Regions from separate parts of the Gossypium hirsutum genome. Here region 1 is linked to region 2. Evidence: chromatin contacts called from public Hi-C data. All regions are on one chromosome and are shown on one strand. The core of a region is the stretch at or near the end of the contact, and the rest is flanking DNA. Distances in the headings are between cores, read along the strand shown.

Region 1 (2,700 bases), core at 193-2,692, 110 kb after region 2:
TTAAATTTCTTTTATTTTGGCTTTTAATGTTGTAGTTAGGAGGGAGTAAATTTCAATATTATTATATGGACTGCACCGAGCAGATCATGATTCTGGAACCATCCTATTCGATAGATGAAAACACTAAAAATTTTCTTTATATAAGTTATTTTGTTTATATTTATAGTTAGGTTTCCAATAAAAAAAATTAAAGAGAAGTTTGAAATGAAGAGGGAATCCACTTTCAATTTTTGATACTTTATGGACATATTTTATTGACTCTACTTAATAATTTAGGGGTTATCAGAATGAAAAGAGGCATGGGTTTGCCTAATATTGCTTACCTTAATGGGGAAATGTTCTTAATTTGTTGGGGGCAGTCTTCCTAATAATTTAAGGACATTAAGGTACTCAGTACTTATTCATGTATGCATACCAACTTTGATAAATATAGAATATATATAATGATTACACTAAATTTAATAATACGATAATTAATATTATACTTATCACAAATTATACGATAACTAATATTATATTTATCATAAATTATTACATTATTTATGAGTGACTAATACTTTTTGCACTTTCTCATTAATTAATGTCCATTATTTGTGTTTTAAATTCTATGCCATCAACTAAATCCACATTTTAATGTTAGTTGAGTAATTTTATCTTGTGTCTTATTAATGGAGTATTCGGGTATTTATATATGCTATTACAACTCATGATATGACCCTACTGTTTTTTATTGACTGTTGTTCCTAATACTGATACTCCGTGCGAGTTTTAGACCTGCTGGACACGTGTCTCTTTCTGGGTCACCTGCGAAGCACGTTATCCTTTCTATTCCTAGTATTAACATTCCATGAGGACTTCAGCCTTTTGGACACATGTTTTACCCTGGGTCGCCTGCAGAGCACATGATCTCCCTTCTGCGAGCTCCTTGAACGCATGCGAACTAAAACCGTGACCTTCTCTTGGTTTGTGCGAGTTGGGTCCGTGAAACCCCTTTGTTGTTCACTCAACCATTTAGTAAGACCTATCCAGGTCACGGGTAGATAACTCATATTTTAAATAAGATTTAAAAGTTACAATAGTTTGTAACTCTCTTTTCTAATAATCAAAGTTTAGAAATGATGTGAATACCAAAATTTTAACTCCAATTATGTAAAAAGGGGCAGTCTAGAAGCTAAACCATTTTCCTCTCAAAAAAGCAAACTTTGACATTTTTGGGGCTTCAATGTGAAAAATATCTTCTTCTTTTTAATAACAAAATAAAGATGTAGATCCAAAAGTCCAAACCCATTCCAAAATTGAAGTGCATTTATATTTTGTATTTTGGTTAGTGGTTGGCGAGCGAGGTGACCGAGTTTGCTATTTTTGGTAATGCCCTACTTTTCAACAGAAATGGGTCCAAAGCCCCATATGGGCCTTTAATGATAAAGTTGACTGTTGTCATTAAAGTTTGTATAGGTTGGGCCCTTACTTGCGGAAATTCCAGATTTTTCTAAATTTAGTAATTCGTGATAGAGTTAAATGGTGTTGCTTTTTCTGTTGACTAACAATTCCATCCGTAATTTTAGACGACTCATGGAAATTAACACAAATTAGTTGTATATATTTATACTTGGCAATATAGGTCTGACCCTGAAAATTCTTCCCCTGTTTATTTGAATGAAAAATGAATTTCTACCCGTAATAGATTTAAATTTGAAAAAGTTTGATATCAATATGAAAAAACATGAATCTCTATGAATTTGAGTCTAAAATCGATCTAACCCAAATCTAAAATAAATTTGACCCAAAATTTAAAAAAGTCTGTATTTATAGTTGAATCGACATAATAGACATTAATAATTAATACAATTTTATTATATTTTTTAAAATGAAAAATTAAATTATAATTGTTTATTTTATGAAAATGTGTTGATAAGCATTAGATATTAAAATTTTATTATTTAATATATTATTAATAACGAACTTAATTAATAATAAATTTCTATGTTAAATTATAAAATGAAATAAATTTTTAAAAACATAAATTGAATATAAAATATTTTTAATATTATAATTATATATTTATAATAAACATATTATAAAATTTAAATTTACTAATAATATAAAATATATAATCACATAATATATTAATTTAATAATATGATAACTAATGTTATACTTATCACAAACATTACTAATAAATTTATTTTTAATGATTTAAGAATTTACATTTTAATTTTAGTTTTTTATTGATTAATGTTTGATATTTTATTAATATTATTATCTTTATATTAATTTTTAATTTGAAAAGGGTTTATTTTTATTTAAGTTAGGCTTTCAATAAAGTTTTAATTGGGATTAGATTTTGGTTTGGTTGGATTAGGGATTAAATATATATATATTATATTTAAGGGTTAGTATTTGATATATTAGTAGTGTATTTGTTTAATTCCACAGTAGGTTTAAAATTTTGCTATGTGTCTCGTTTCTTTTATATATTTATTTTTTTAATATTTTACTATATTTTATAAAACATTTGTCATCACACCAACTTTACTTGTAGAGTTTTTACTATATATTTTTCTTATATAGAATAACTGCAATTATGGTTAATTTGGTTTAAACGGTTTTGAATCTCAAAACCGAAACCAAGACCATATATATAAACTATTAATATATTAATCGTTTATATTTAATCATTAATTCTTATACATATATACT
Region 2 (2,700 bases), core at 54-2,553:
TGGAAGAATCCTTCGGATCCCCTTGACACAAACACCTCACGAGGACTTCCTCATCTGGGAGGAGAATCGTCGGGTGAATTCTCGGTCCAAAGTGCCTATAAACTATTACAGAGTTCTGATGCAAATCCTAGAGTTTATGCTTTACAAACCATCTACAGGAAATTTTACAAAAAAATTTGGAGCCTAAATCTACCAACAAAAATAAAGATTACAATCTGAAGACTCTCATGGAATTATTTGCCTACAAAAGTAAATATGCAGTATAGGAAGTTAGCAACCAACAAAAGCTGCCCCCAACGTAGAGAAAGAGCTGAAACAATGGACCATTTATTCCGAGAATGTCCTGTTATAGTAGAAGCATGGACAGCATTATCACTTCAGAATATTTTAATGATTCAAAACATAGACTTTGTACAGTGGCTTGCCTGGGTGTTTGAGCAGTTCACCCCTTGTCAATGTCGCCTTTTCTGCTGCGCACTTTGGGCCATATGAGGAGATCGAAACAAAAGAATACATGACAAAAGAGTTAGTAATGGAGAGGAAATTGCAAACTTCATCAGTAACTACATTACTAAACTTACTGGTTTCGAAAAAAGAAAATCAGTAAAAATAACAAAAAACAGAAGATGGAGACACCACCTTGTGAGTTCATCAAGATTAACTTCGATGGTGCATACAACGGGAGTCAAAATCGTTGGGCTTCAGGTATTGTGGCTAGAGATGTGGAAGGAAAAGTTCTTTTATCCTGCTTAGAGATCCATAATGGTATAACCTCTGCATTTGCTGCTAAAACAATAGTCTGTTGGAAAGCAGTTCAAATAGGAATCAAAAAGGGATGGCAGTCAATCATCTTCGAAGGAGATTCCCTCGCAATAATAAAGAAATGCAACACAAAGGGTCAAGATCGGTCACTAGTAGGGGTATATATCTATGATATCCGACAGAAGATAAATGATTCCAATAATATCAGATTCAAACATACACCGAGATCTGCAAATACTCTTGCACATCTTCTTGCAATAGAAACTCTAAAAAGAAAAGAAGAGATATACCTGAAAATGGAGGTCCTTGAGTACGTCGAAGAACAAAAAAAGTTCGATTGGGTGTGTGATCCAGATTAGGAAAGTTTCCGAAGATGAAGAAAGGAAGAGAGAAAGCTTCAAAATAAAAAGGAAAATGAAACGTTTTAGAAGGAAAAGCTTTCTGAAGATTGAAATCTTCAACTAGGCAGTGAAATGATGGAAAGATAGGATGACAAATTTCAACAAATTCTGATTGGGCACTAGTTTGGCGCATTAAATGTTGTTCTGGATTATTCTATAGTAATATCTAGATATTTTGTTTAGTTTTTGGCCATCTGAAATCTTCTGGGCCATTTATTTAAAGTTTTATTTATTTTATTTTGGGTCTTTTGCAATCTTAGGCCTCTTTCTTAGGTTAATAGATATGTACTCTTATACTTTGTAGTTTGTTTTCTCTTATTAATACAAGCCTAGTTTAAAATAATTTCAAATATATATATATGCTAAAACAAACACACATAGAAGTAGACAATGATGTGAAAAAAGCACAACAACAACAATAATAATAATAATATGTTAGAAAATTTTAGAGTTTGCGTAGAGGAAATTTAAAAATTTTCTAATTCGAACATTTGTTGTGATATCTAAAAAAATAGGCTCAATTAATAACTACTTATGTATCAAATATTTAGAGGATAGTTCATTGTCGCAAAAGGCCTTTAGGAAGTTGCCTGAGCTTTTCAATCAACTTGAACCAAAGTTTGAATACTTCAAACTTTCAATCAATTGATATTCTTTACTCATTTCGAACTTACAATTGTTTAAAGAGTGAGCTTTAAGAATAACTTTATGCAAACCTTTATTAAACCTAAAACTGAAATTTTAACTTCTAGCTCTAAATTATAATTGTTGGATTACTGCAATTATGATTGCTCTTAATCCACCATATCAAGTCAAGAAAAATAGAATTTATTTGAGTACGAAAAAATTTACTGAAATAAAATACCATTAAATTTCTATAGAGTTTCCTCTTAGAATTTTTTTGCTATGTATTTTCGATTAACCTTGAGGGTTTACAAAGGAAATTATACAAGAATTTAATTCTCATTCAGAATTTACAAAGGAAATTATACAAGAATTTAATTCTCATTCAGAATTCTTAATTAAATCGAGAGAGAATTTTAATTTGAGTAAGACTCCATAAGCCCAATTAATTTCAACAGAAGATCTCAAGTTTGGTGAACAAATCTCGATACCATGCTTTCTAAGTAAAGTTATGGCTATCGACTTGCAATTTGCATCATGATTAAAATGTCTAAGGTCACAACATTTTAGAAATATATATTTTTGAGCTTTATAACACTTGGCTAACAAGTCTTGATACCATGCTCTTCTAGATGGAGTTGTGGATATTAACTTACAATTTACAGTATTATTAAATTTTTAAGGTCATGGATGATGGATGGATGGATGGATTATGCTTTACTTTTACATGCTATTTCAGCAGATCTCGGAAACTTGGAAAATAAGTGTTTTACAGTTAATAATTTTATATACCATTTTTAGTTTTTATGTTATTTTTTTGTATTTTTATAATTTTTATAATTTTTAAATTCTTTATAATTTATTGTCATTAATATTAAACTTTTAGTGATATAAATGTATGCTACTATTTTGC

What was found. A called contact is a pair of places that touch in the nucleus more often than the background predicts.
Region 1: a contact with region 2 is called in a Hi-C map of leaf, with 1.8 times the contacts expected there. The contact joins the enhancer-like site here to the promoter of LOC107889521 in region 2. A contact is called at or near these places in 4 of 34 Hi-C or Micro-C datasets (anther, cotyledon and leaf).

The regions. Positions count from the first base shown.
Region 1 is chrA09:71,291,154-71,293,853 of Gossypium_hirsutum_v2.1, forward strand. No RefSeq gene overlaps it. Among protein-coding and RNA genes, the nearest start is that of LOC107890337, 5.2 kb to the left of the region's middle. Within about 2 kb of position 1,443, at least 4 of the 9 cell types and tissues checked have an H3K27ac peak or open chromatin away from gene starts, as enhancers often do. A contact at or near this core is called in leaf, where this site is marked.
Region 2 is chrA09:71,178,751-71,181,450 of Gossypium_hirsutum_v2.1, forward strand. It overlaps LOC107889521, which reads right to left and starts at 1,304. Exons shown (of 4, transcript XR_001681768.2): 1 at 1,053-1,304; 2 at 640-799; 3 at 1-477.